Linked DNA regions of Macaca mulatta: region 2 is linked to region 1. The links are chromatin contacts, called in public Hi-C maps. All regions are on one chromosome and are shown on one strand. The core of a region is the stretch at or near the end of the contact, and the rest is flanking DNA. Distances in the headings are between cores, read along the strand shown. Region 1 holds the start of PDXK (pyridoxal kinase). Region 2 holds the start of RRP1B (ribosomal RNA processing 1B).

The links. Hi-C and Micro-C count contacts between places; a contact is called where the count stands out from the background.
Region 2: a Hi-C map of liver shows a contact between it and region 1, with 3 times the contacts expected there. The contact joins the promoter of RRP1B here to the promoter of PDXK in region 1. A contact is called at or near these places in 2 of 14 Hi-C or Micro-C datasets (fetal cortex germinal zone and liver).

What each region holds. Positions count from the first base shown.
Region 1 is chr3:3,816,612-3,823,259 of T2T-MMU8v2.0, reverse strand. It overlaps PDXK (pyridoxal kinase), which reads left to right and starts at 3,655. Exons shown (of 12, transcript XR_013414814.1): 1 at 3,655-3,909. It overlaps LOC144339614 (a long non-coding RNA gene), which reads right to left. Exons shown (of 2, transcript XR_013414859.1): 2 at 4,500-6,648.
Region 2 is chr3:3,878,617-3,885,264 of T2T-MMU8v2.0, reverse strand. RRP1B (ribosomal RNA processing 1B) reads left to right here and starts at 2,506. Exons shown (of 16, transcript XM_077995535.1): 1 at 2,506-2,736. The coding sequence starts at 2,607. It overlaps HSF2BP (heat shock transcription factor 2 binding protein), which reads right to left and starts at 2,480. Exons shown (of 8, transcript XM_077995593.1): 1 at 2,331-2,480; 2 at 1,001-1,267. The coding sequence starts at 2,477.

The DNA.
Region 1 (6,648 bases), core at 2,406-4,905:
ATGCAATTCTCCTGCCTCAGCCTCCCAAGTAGCTGGGATTACAGGCACACACCACCATACCCAGCTAATTTTTTGTATTTTTAGTAGAGATGGAGTTTCACTATATTCACCAGGCTGGTCTTGAACTCCTGACCTCGTGATCCACCTGCCACGGCCTCCCAAAGTGCTGGGATTACAGGCGTGAGCCACCGTGCCTGGCCAATTAATTCTCTTCTAGCAATTGTCATCCATGGATTGCTAAGTGTTAACCAGTTTAGTGAAGAGTCAGAGTGACAGCCTTTTACACCCCGTCCTTTTGGTACTCAGGTCCTTGTCTGGCATCCAGGAAGAATCAGGTCACATGGACTTGAAGAATGGTGAAAGTGGAGGTTTTATTGAGGGATGGAGGTGGCTGTCAGCAGGATGGGGAGCTGGAAAGGGGATGGAGTGAGAAGATAATCCTCCCTGGTCGAACTCCTCTTCACGTTCAGATGCTTCTTTCTCTCCTTCTCTGCTGTGCCACTGCATTCCTCTGTCAGTGACGTTTTGGGTTTTTATGGGTACAAGATGGGGATGCGGCAGGCCAGGGTGGTTTTGGAAAAAGCACCATTCAGGTGGGAAAACAGGGATGTGAAGTTCTTTTTTAGGGGCCTTTGCTGGGGAACTGCCTCTTCTATGCAGTATTTCCCTGCCTCCTGTCTGTATCAGTGGCCCTCCCAAAGAGACAGGTACTTCAAGGGAGGAGAGGTTGGGGAAGGAGCTCTATGCTGAAAGGGCTGGCTAAATATACATATGCAGCAGGTTACAGGAGGAGTGGTGAATATTCATGAAGGGGGTCTGGCTGCACACGTACTAAACAAACATGCATGTTGCATACGACCTGTGTTCACTCTGGTGTGGAGTCTTAACATGTCAATGTGTCGCAATGAGGCCCTAAATGTCAGAGGTCTAATCAGGACACAAAGGCACTCCAGTGCACAGCCTCTGTAAATCAGCCAGAGCCGGTCCATGGTCGGGGGTCCCTTATCAGGAGGAGGTTCCTGAAGTCAGGCTTCTGCCCAGTCAGAGCTGTGGTCATGGCTGTGGAACGTGGTCAGTTTGCGTCTGCGGGTGGATGAGCTGCAGTCATTTGAATCTTGCTCATGGCCGGGCCAGTGTGTGTTTAGCTGCTGGAGAAAAAGCAGCTGTGGCGTGAGGGCAGAATCCGTTCTCTCAGTGTAGGGTACAAGGCTGACCCTTGCCTGCTGTGGCCTGAGGGCCTGTTTGTAATTTGATATCTTATTGCCACAGAGTCTGTTCTGTGGGTCTTAAGGCCTCTATTTTAACTTTAGTGCTGTTCAGTGTTGTGTGTAAACCCTAAAGGGAGGGAGTAAAAAGATGCAGCTGACCTCCCGTTCCCTCATGACCAGGAACTCAGTTTTAGGGTTTTTCTGGTGTTCCCTTCCTTGGTGGAGGGAGGCTTAGGATTTTATTTTAGTTTACACTCTTCTGTAAAGTAGTGTGAAGATTCAATGTGTTAATGCATGAAATATGCTCAGTGCACAGTACGTGCTCAATGTTAGCTGTTATTATTATTTCTATTATTTTTTGAGACAGTTTCGTTCTGTCGCCCAGGCTGGAGTGCAGTGGCATGATATTGGCTCACTGCAACCCCTGTCTCTCGGGTTCAAGTGATTCTCCTGCCTCAGACCCCTGGAGTAGCTGAGATTACAGGCACCACCACGCCTGGCTTTTTTTTTTTTTTTTTGGGGGGGGGTGGGGGATGGAGTCTTACCTTGTCACCCAGGGTGGAGTGCAGTGGTGTGATCTTCGCTGACTGCAACCTCTGCCTCCCGGGTTTCAGTGATTCTCCTGCCTCAGCCTCCCAAGTAGCTGGGATTACAGGTGCGTGCCACTACATCCGGCTAATTTTTGTATTTTCAGCAGAGATTGGGTTTCGCCATGTTGGCCAGGCTGGTCTCAAACTCCTGACTGCAAGATCCGCCCACCTCGGCCTCCCAAAGTGCTGGAATTACAGGTGTGAGTCACCGCACCTGGCCTAATGTTTGTATTTTTAGTAGAGTCGGGGTTTCACCATGTTGGCCAGGCTGGTCTTGAACTCCTAACCTCAAGTGATCCACCCGTCTTGGCCTCCCAAAGTGCTGGCATTACAGGCGTGAGCCACCACATCTGGCCTATTATTTTTCAGAGATGGTTTACCTTATATTGTCCAGGCTGGCCTCCACCTCCTGGGCTCAAGCAATCCTCCCTCCTCAGCCTCCTTAGTAGCTGGGACTGCAGGCATAAGCCACCATGCACTGCTTAAATGTTAGCTATTATTATTATTTTTTGAGGCGGAGTATCACTCTGTCATCAGGCTAGAGTGCAGTAGCGTGATCTTGGCTCACTGCAACCTCCGCCTTCTGGGTTCAAGTGATTCTCCTGCCTCAGTCTCCCACGTAGCTGGGACTACAGGCACGCACCACCATTTCCGGCTAATTTTTGTATTTTTACTAGAGACAGCATGTTGGCCAGGATGGTCTAGATCGCTTGCTGTGGTGATCCGCTCACCTCAGCCTCCCAAAGTCCTGGGATTACAGGCATGAGCCACCGTGTCTGGCCAATGTTAGCTATTATTAATGGACGATTATTACTATTCACGATGTACTTTCTTTTTAAAACCTGGATCTCTAAAATGTCCTCCTCCCTCAGTCCTCAGCACCGCCTGGTCGGGCATCGGGTCTCACCAAGCTGCAGAGCCGCAAGTGCACTGTGTTAGGTCACCAAGACTTTAGTCTGGTGATACTGACCCCAGAGACCCAAATCACCATGTCTGCAAGTCTGGAACCCAAAGGCCTCCGTTCCCTGGGGTGGTGCAGGGAAGCCGCAGGGAGTGTGTCTGTGGAGAGCGCAGGGGGGGGAAGTGAAGGCTGTGGGATCCCCTAGGGGGTCAGGTTCGTGGAAGGCAGGCCCTCCACAGGAAGACTGGGTTGGACTGGGATCGGACACGCGGTCCAGGCCCGGGCACCTGTGGATGTAGGGCCGGGCATGTGGCCGGGGGCTGGGCGCCTCTGCAGGCCGGGCCACCGGAGGGGGTACTCAGGGTCCGCAAGGGTCTGGGGCGCCCCGGAGAAGCCCGCCACGCCAGGCCGGTGGGGGGGAGACTGGGTCCCATCGGCCCCGTGTTTGTCAGCTCCCGCGGCCCGTGGGAGGGGACGTGGATTGGATGCGGGCTCCGGACCCTGCAGGCAATTGAGAGCGTGGTTCCCTTGGGGATCCGGGGTCTGGGGTCACTTCCGCGCCTCGGCACTCTTCCCACGCCCGCGTGCCCTCTCGTGGTTCTCCGGGTGGTGAGAATGTCGCGCCCGGAGGTCAGGGGCGTGGCGCCCGGGCCTTCGAGTCTCCCCTGCGCGCGGCTGGGCGCGGGGCGCAGGGCTGGAGCGGAGCACGCGTGTTGACTGAATGAACGAACGAACGGCGCTCCAGAGCCCTCTCCCGGTGGAATGACAGTGCAAACCCAGCGTTTCCGGCGGCAGAGTGGCGGGGGCCACCTGGCGGGGCGGCGCGGCCGGGGTCGGGTTTCGCTTCCTCCCAGCCCAGGGGCGGAGCCTGCGCGGCTGTCCCCGCCCCGGCCCGCCCTCGGCCCGTCCCCGGCGCCGCGCGGAACTCGCGGGTTCGGAGCCGCCAGCTGAGGTCAGAAGGAGGCGTCTGCGCCGACCGAGGCCGTCGCACGCCAGAGCCGGAGTCGGAGCCGAGGGAAGCAGGGGTCGGAGCCCGAGCCCGAACCGAGCCGAGCCGGAGCCTGAGCGAACGGCGGAGACCGTGCCCCCGCCTCGGCCCCGCGCCGCCGCGGCCAGGCCCGGCATGGAGGAGGAGTGCCGGGTGCTCTCCATACAGAGCCACGTCGTCCGCGGCTACGTGGGCAACCGGGCGGCCACGTTCCCGCTGCAGGTACGCATCCGCCCGCAGCCCGGGCTTACGTAACCCGAGCCCGTGACCTTGGCGGGGCTGCCCGAGACGAGCCTCAGTTACCCGAGGGAGGCTTGGGAGCTGCGGGCAGAGCCTGGCCCTGGCGCCCGGGAGACAGGCGCGAGATGGGTCGCCCGCTCTGCTTGGCTTGCGGGGGCGGAAGCGGAGGGCTGAGCGCTCTGGGGGCCCCTGCGGGTGGGAAGTGTCCGGCGTCGGGGTGCACGGGTAGGAGGGAGCCCTGTGCACCGGCTGTGGCGCAGCCGCTCGTCCTCGCCCCTTCCCGAGGATCGGGCCGACTGCCGCGGGGGCGGGGGGAGGTGAGGCTCCCGGAGGCGAAGAAATGCCGCAGAGCCCCGAGGAGTCCCGGAGCAGCCACGCGAGCCGGGACCTTGCCCCGCTGGAACGCAGAGGCGGCCGTGGAGCTCGAGGCGGTAGCGCGCTCACCTGCTGGGCCCCTGTGGGTCAGGAGGTCGGAAAGAGGGAGGAAGACGCCGAGTGAGGTCACGGTGCCCACGAGGGTGGACTCCACTCTTGGCCTGACCACGCCAGGAGGTGGCCAAAGGGAAGATGGTGGGGCAGGGACTGCCTTGCCCCCTCTGGCAGAGCGGCATCCCTGCAGGTGTTTGCTCTGACGAGGAAAAGCCCCAGAAAACAGTTCGGGACTGTGCGGATCGGCTTTAGGGAGCCACTTTTTAAAACGCGTTAGCCCACGGCTTCCTGGTTGCAGCTAAGTGGCCCGTGGAGGGGTAAGAGAGGCCTGGGTGCAGTGGCATGGGTGTCAGGCAGAGCCGAGGCAGAACCAGGACGACGGGCACTTCCTGGCCTTGTCGAGTCAGCAGGAGGGCTGGGGGTGCCCTGCAGGGTGGTGGCTCGCCCATGCTGCCCACCTATCGCCTGGTCCTTGGGGATGGGAGCAGGTATGCCCGGTCCGTGTGCTGGGCCCCGCGGGATGTAAAGAAGGGCCACTTGGGCACGGTGGGGCCTGCGGTGCGGGCTAACCTGGGAGGAAGGCAGGAAGAGGGGAGCAGAGCTTCGGTGGAATCTGAGGGCTGACCTAGGTATGCCCCCAGGAGAACCGAGCAGAGTTGAGTGTGGAAAGGTAGGGGGTTCAAGTCCGGAGTGAAGTGGAGGTCCTGTTGGGCAGGGTGCGGTGCTTCACAGGCGGTCTCACTTGAGCCCGTTTTCCAGCCAGCTGCTGGCAGACCCTGCCTGGGACAGTCAGGGTGCACAGGTTCTGTGGCCCTGGCTATTAAGCACTGCTGTGGGCCACTCCTAGCTTGAGGCGGGTCGGGGAGGTCACCACAGGCTGGTGGATTGCTTGGGCAGAGTCAGAAGTAGGACTGGGCTTGGGAAGAAAGGTGCAGGGTCCCTAAAGCGGGGACAGCCAGGGAGTGTGGAACCAAGGGTCTCTAAGGACAGCATCCGCTGTCTTGGCAGAAGTGTGCAGGTCCTGCAACGTCTGTCCCGTCCCTCCTTCCGTCCACCTCCTACTTCACTGAGCAAACTGTTTCCTTCTTTGACTCACTCGGGATACCCCAGCAATGTCCCTTGTTTTCTAACTCCCAGTGACTCAAGGGAGGGGTGTCCTCTGATTGCTCACCTCAGGTGGAGCCTCGTAAGGATGGTGCTGCTCTTCCTACCTGGGGTCTCCCCAGTGCCTGGCGTCCTTACCTGTGGGCTCCACAGGGTTCCATGCAGGCGTTTTGCTCCCATACCCCGACGTCCAATGCTGGCTGGACAAGGAGAAACAATACGATGAGGGAGGGGCTGAGATGGCCGCAACCCAACCAGCCTGGACCAGCCTTAGTGGGCACAGGAGGGACTGGGAGACAGAGCCTGGAAGTGGCCTTGGGGCTGGCGTTTGCCGCTTCCAGCCGCAGTTCCAAGGGGAAGCGTCCCCAAAGTCTAGAGCTGCTCTTGCAAGAGTTTGTTCTTGATTTTGATCATCATTGTATGGCTTAGGACTCCAAAGTCTTGTTCACATGGCTGAATGTAGGGAAAGAAAACTTAGAAACCGGCAGAACAGAGCCTCTGGCTGAGCCCCAGAGATTTGCCTCAATGCTACTTGGAATGAGACTGGAGAATGCCTCAGGGGTGTGGCATGTAGCAGGGTGGCTGGAGAGGCTCCTTATGGGGACTGACCCAGGTGTCTGGGGGTCCCACCTCAAAGCAGGTGTCTCCTCATCTTGGAATTCCAGCTGAGGGATCTGGCCCTGGTTTCTGAGCCTTCCGGAGTCTCACTTGCAAACTAGGCACAATACCTGTTTACAAGATAGCACCAGGGCTCCTTGTGCCCTTCATGCCAGACTCGGGGTATGCCCATTGCCAGGGAGCTCCCACTGATTCCCTGTGAGTGTAGCACAGGTTTGTCACGACTGGACCATCTGCACGTCTGGACTTCAGGGCTATTCTCCCCAGCCACTTTCTGCCAGGTCCTCTCCGTGTGTCGCTTTGCAGCCAGGAGGCAGCCTCCCTCCCTGGGCAGAGCAAAACCTTGAGCCTGTGTTTGGATTTTGTTTCTGGGCCTAAGCCCAAGGTTCATTTTAGTGGCAGAGAACTTAAGGAGGGAACGTGTTGGCATGACCAGTGCTGGCAGGAGGTGCAGTGTGTCAGGCAGCATGATTTGGGTTTGCAGATTGACAGGCTCGAGGTCTGGGGGTGCATGGAGAGGAATCGGGGGGATGCCTGAGTCAAGCATAGACCTGCCCAAGGACAGGCCAT
Region 2 (6,648 bases), core at 1,257-3,756, 63 kb before region 1:
CTCTATTCCTAAAAGTCAAAGAAAACGCCTGCAACTTTTTATCATTGCAGCACCAAACTAATCAGGAGAAAAAGGAAGTCATCTAGACTGGTTTCCCACCGGGTTTGCTAAGCCTTCTGCCCGTGATCTCATCTATTCACCCCAAGCCTCCAAGATCGTCCAGATGGAAATTAAGGCACGGGAGCTTGGTGACTCTCAATGCAGCACAAATAATAAGGAGTGGAAGCAGGATGTGAACACGGGTCTGGCCCCAGAGTCCAAGCGCCTTCTCCATCGCATGCAATCAGTTAGTTATAAAATCGATGGAGGGGCCGGGCGCAGTGTAATCCCAGCACTTTGGGAGGCCGAGACGGGCGGATCACGAGGTCAGGAGATCGAGACCGTCCTGGCCTACACGGTGAAACCCCGTCTCTACTAAAAAATACAAAAAACTAGCCGGGCGAGGTAGCGGGCGCCTGTAGTCACAGCTACTCGGGAGGCTGAGGCAGGAGAATGGCTTGAACCCGGGAGGCGGAGCTTGCAGTGAGCTGAGATCCGGCCACTGCACTCCAGCCTGGGCAACAGAGCAAGACTCCGTCTCAAAAAAAAAAATAAAATAAAATAAATAAAAAATCGATGGAGGGCAGATTCTGAGACTGACGCTGTCTCGCTAAGTCCCGGAGCACGGGGCCAGGGCCTTCGGAAGGGAACTGGGCTTCCACAGGGCAGAGAGAGGTGACCATCCATCCCACGCTCCCATGCCCACTTTGGCGCCATTGAGTGCCCCCACCGCGCGCAGCCTCACAGACCGGGTCCCCGCGTGGGTTTGGAGGCGAAAGTCGCCTCCCACCCACGTCTTCGCCCCGCTCCGGCCCAGCTCACGCTGTCCGGGGAGGAAGTCTCCAGGCCTCCCCCAAGCACACGACAGCAGGCCGTCTCCGAGCGCACTGGGAGCGGCCCTGAGGGGAGCGAATGGCGACGGCTCAAACACGCTGGCGGTGGGCAGGGCTTCCCCACTGACCCTGCAGGCCTTCTCAGCACCGCCTGCTTCGCCCATAGCAGCCGCGGCCTCGGCTCCGTTCTCCTGCGCGGCGGCGTGCCCTCTGACCCCTGACGCCAGAAAGCGCGGGAACGTGTCCACGCCGGGGGTCGGGAACGGAGAGGCGCGAGGCTCAAACCTCGCAGAATTTGCGCAGTATTCTCGGCCGAGAGCGCGAGGAGTGGTCTTGGCGAGGTCCCACTTTGGCTCTTCTGGCTTAGCCGGGGTTTTAAACTTAGCCGGGGTTATCTGCAAAGCAGAAGGAAAGTCAGCCCCTGATGTAAGTGTCAAGTAAAATAAATCGGATGAGTCCTTTCCTGTTTGGCGAGGAATGCTACACTATGGGGGACTGTTTCAAACTGGCAGTCTTTGCTGGAAACCTCGCCTCCGCGGTTCGCCTTCCTTCGCTCGGATTCAGGCGCTTTTATGTTAAGGGTTGAATTTTTGTGTCAACAGGCACCTCGGGAGGTCGCCCACATAACTGAGCGGAGCAACTGAGATAACCCCCCGCTACGTGTGGAGTGACCTAGTCCATTAGCTTGCCCCGGCACGCCCGCTGAGTCCGCAAAATATAGGATGTTCTTGGGTTTTAGATGAACCCAAAGCTAAGATTTCTTCCCTCTCTGGAGTTAGCAAGCAGCCCGCCCTGCCCAACTCCCCTGGAAGCGCGCGTGCTCTCCAGGCTTCGGGACGCCGGCGCGGGTGCCCCAGCACTGGCACTAGGGCTCCAGAGTAAGGGGCGCGCCGACCTGCCCGAGCCTCTGCAGGCGCTGGCGGAAGGTGAGCCCTTCACCCGCTCAACAGGCCCCAGTGCCGGCCTTTCCTTCCAGTCTTAACTCCACCCGGGGACCCGGGGGCTCCACAGTTAAAAACTCCGTGCCACGGAGATCGCAGGTGAGCTGCTGGCTCAACGGGGTGTGCTAAATGGGATTAAAGATCCTAGACTGTGGCCAGGCGCGGTGGTTCAATCCCTTAATCCCAGTGCTCAGGGAGGCCGAGGCGGGAGGATTGCTTAAGCCCAGGAGTTTGAGACCAGCCTGGACAACATAGCGAGACCCCATCTCTACAAAAATAAAAAGTAGTGGGGCGTGATAGCGCGCGCCTGTAGTCTCAGCTACTTGGGTGGTCGACATGGGAGGATCGCTTGAGTCTGGGTGGTCGAGGCTGCAGTGAGCCAAGATCACCGCCAAGATCGCGCCCCTGCACTCCAGCCTGGGCGACAGAGGGAGACCCTGTCTCAAAAACAAAAAATCCTAGACCGTTTACAAACAGCCGTCCGTCTCTTCCTGGCCAAGTCCTAACCCTGGCTAACCTCGCCGTGTACAGCCTGAATTTTGGCAACCGAAAGGCAGAGCCGGCGCCACTCGCACAAGAGATGGGCCGCTCCGCCCGCTGCCAGGGCCACGGCCGCGCTCACTCCCAGAGCGCGCTGCGAGCCGCGGCGCCTTTGTGACGCCATCAACCCGCGCGCCGTCGCCGCCTTCTGTGCAGTCGAGGCCCTGGCGGACGGCTGCTGGCTGCTCCGCGGCGCTCGGCTGGCGGCAGCTGCACCGCGGGTTGCGCGGCCGGGGATGCTCCAGCGGGCGCGATGGCCCCCGCCATGCAGCCGGCCGAGATCCAGTTTGCCCAGCGGCTGGCGTCCAGCGAGAAGGGCATTCGGGACCGGGCGGTGAAGAAGCTGCGCCAGTACATCAGCGTGAAGACGCAGAGGGAGACAGGTGGGCGCACGGCGGCGGTCAGCCGCGCCACATGGCGGGCCGGGGGCCGGGGCTGGGGCCAGGGCCCTGGCACGGAACGCGGCTTCCACGTGTTGTCGTGACACCCAGCGTGTGCTTAGGTTTCCGCGCTGCCAGAACCGCTTCTTGCTGTGTCTAGTGCCTTTTTACACTTGAGGAAACGGGTTGAGGGTGTTCCGTTACTTGTGAAAGTCACAGTAAGCGGGAAAGCTGAGAAAAGACCCACATGGGTCCGATTCCCCAGCCGGCATCTCGAATCACTGGGCTGCCCTCATTTGCCCTGGTGTCCGGTCGGTGATTGCCGCCTTTCTTTGACCAGCACCTTTACGTGCCGGGGCTGGAGGAGAGAAGACAGAAGCACTACTCTCGAGGATTTGTTAGTAATAAAGCAAGGAGGCAAACAGGCAAATAAAGTAGACCTTGTGTAAGTGTAGTAAAGGAAATGAAAACCAGGTAGTAGGCCGGGCGCGGTGTCTCACGCATGTAATCCCAGCACTTTGGGAAGCCGAGGCGGGCGGATGACCGGAGGTCGGGAGTTCGAGACCAGCCTGGCCAATCCAACATGGTGAAACCCCGACTCTACTAAAAATACAAAATTAGCCGGGCATGGTGGCGCATGCCTGTAATCTCAGTACTCGAGAGGCTGAGGCAGGAGAATCGCTTGAACCTGGGAGGCGGACGTTGCGGTGAGCCGAGATCGCACGATTGCACTCCAACCTGGGCAACAAGAGCGAAACTACGTCTCAAAAAAAGAAAGAAAGAGAGAAAGAAAGAAAACCAGGTAATAGCAAGAAGTGAAGGAGGTTGCTCTTCTTGATAGACTGTTCTGGGAAGGCCTCTCGGGTGATGTTCAGCTGAAATCTGAAGAGAGATGAGCGGAAAGCGCCTATGCAGAGGCAGGAAAGAGCTTCACGTGCCCTAGGAGTGGTTTGAAAGACCAATTAAGTTGTGGGTGGGCGGGGAGAGTGTGATGAGATGAAGTTGGAGATTGTAGGCAGTGGCCAGATCACACAGGGCTTTGTAGTGTAGATTTTAACGGCACTGCTGTTGAATGATTTCATTTACCTGATCCAAGAATATTTTCTGTAAACTCTTGAGTGAGCCCATACGATATGAACTACAATGTGTGACAGAGGTTTTAAGATAAAGTTTGATTTAGTTACTGATGGTACTAATACATTTAGAATCTGCTTAAAAGAACAGATATTATCTCCCCCATTACTGACATTCTCAGTTTGTTTTAAGAAAAATCACCAGACTACCCAAAAAAAGAAAATAAACTTTCCTGGGAAGTCTGGTAGAAAAAGGAATGAAGACCAAAATTCCTGACTTTGATTCTGTTAGGGATGTCCCTAAGAGATTTTGTTTACTCTCACAGTTCCAGGTAGTCCATATATGCTGGGGGTTTCTAAACCTAAATTGTTGACCCAGCCCTTTCCTACTTGCAACTGGGATGTGCCTTGCTAGCCTGGCTTCTCTACCTGGCACCTCACACTCAGGATGCCAAAAAACGTCATATTTTCTTTCCCCGAAAGCCTGTTGTCTGCTGCTGCTCCTCTACCACCTGTTTTCTCTTCTTTTGGTTGCTAGTTCCCACCAGCCATTCGGATTCCAGCTGGACGCAGGGGATTGTCCTGGACTCCTCTGTCTTCCTCATCCTCTTCCCCTGGCCCACATCCAGTGTCCCTCAGTCCTCCCTCCTTCGCCTCCTGATGAAATAAATTCTCTGACTGTGGGCCCTTTGCATCTCACCCAAACTTCTGCACCTGCATATTCCCTAACTGGTCTCCTTAACTTCATTTGTGTCCCCCCGAATCTGTCCTCCACAGACCAGCCCAGGGTCATCTTCCTAAAACAAATCTGATCCCACATCACCAATATTTTTTGAAATTCAGTGTCTGCAAGTCATGATCTGTCCTCAGGTGCTCTTCCTCCCTAAGCCCCATGTGACTGCTTCATGTTCTGTCAACAGAACCAGTCATGGATCTTGGTGTATAGCACACAATTTCTCACCTCTCTGCCTTTGCTTCTCCTGTTCACTCTGCAAAGAATCCCACACCTTCTTCACTCCCAGCATTCAGTTCAGTATCACTTCCTTCAAAAAGCCTCCCCTAGCATCTCGCCCTACTCCTCCAGGGTCTAAAACATCCATTGTGTCTCTGTTGTAGCACTTAGCTACATTGCTGCTTAATTATCAATGTGCCATTCTACTCCCAAAACAGTGTAAGCTTCCATCTGTTTTCTTAGCCAGAAGTGGGAGTACATGCAGCCATGAAAGGTCTTGGCCTATACAAAAGTAGAAGACAAGAAGCAATACTTATGGTGCTAAAACAGCCTAGACAGAGCCTTTTGCTCAAACCCTTTGGTGAGCCAGCCCAGGATTTGCAGATGCTGAGGTTACGCAGGGGGCCTAAGACCAGTTTACACCAGTGCTCCAGAGTCCTGTCTGGTTAGTGCCTGTCACACCCAGAGTTTCTTGTCTTGTACGTCTTGTTCACCACCACATGGCATGGAGTACACTGGGCCTTCAAAAAATAACTCTGCAGCGTGAACGTCATGGACAGTGATAATGGGACAAGAAAACACACGGTCTCCGCCACAGCTATGCCCCACCACAATTAAAACACAAATTTGGAAATAACTTGGCCTGACATTTGACTCCCATTGACAGGCTCAAACTTTTTTGCATCTTGTCTTAGGCATCATAAAGGAAATCTGAGATTTCACTCTTCCTGAAACATGAGCTGTTCTGCAGCAACATAAATAGATAGCTTTGTAATTTTAAAAATAAATTGGAAATCTTTGTATTACTTTAAGTAACAGAATGTTGAGCTCATGCTTTAACTGTTCAAGTTAGGTACTCACAGTCCTAAAGTGATCACTCTCCATGGCTTTCATTCATAAGAGCTTATTTGTCCCAATTCATTCACTCATTCATATATTTAGCAAACATTTATGGAGTGCCAACCGTGTACTATTATGTACGCTACTCTTGGCACTGGGAATATAGCAGTGGACAAAACAGTCCCTGCCTATCTTACCAGTTCTGCGACTTTAAAAATAAAGAGGGAGTAAACTAAACTAAAATGGAGAGGCATCCTAAAATCAACCTGGTGACAATTTAATTTGCATCATTGCTTTCTTTTTGGCAACATACAAAATAACAGTACATCTTATGGTTAATGCTATATTCGATTCAGTAAGAAAGTGTTTTTTTGTAATGATGGGGTTAGGGTTCTCTCCGCCCAAGAGTTATAATAAATAGGAGTTGTGGATGTTCTGACCCTGGGGCGTGTTCAAGTATAACACTTTACCCCCATCTAAAATGGCTCCTGGGCTCATTACATGGTGAGAGTAGCTGTTGGATTTGCTGATTTCAAAACCTACTGATATTTCACATGTCTACATGTCTCACTTTGATGTTCACCTCATTTGTTTTGTGTGTGTTTGTTTTTTGAGAGAGAGTTTCGTGCTTTCACCCAGGCTGGAGTGCAATAGCGCGATCTCTGCTAACTACAACCTCCACCTTCCAGTTTCAAGCGATTCTCCTGCCTCACCCTCCTGAGTAGCTGGGAGCACCCACCACCACGCCTGGCTAATTTTTGTAATTTTAGTAGAGACAGGGTTTCACCATGTTGGCCAGGCTGGTCTTGAGCTCCTGACCTCGTGATCCGCCCCGCCTCTGCCTCCCAAAGTGCTGGGATTACAAGTGTGAGCCACACCGCACGCGGCCTTTGTTTTTGTTTTTTTGAGAGACAGAGACTTGCTCTGTTGCCCAGGCTGGAGTGCAGTGGCACAGCCTCGGCTCACTGCAACCTTCACCTCCCAGGTTCAAGCGATTCTCCTGCCTCAGCTTCCCAAGTAGCTGGGACTACAGGCGTGCACCACCACGCC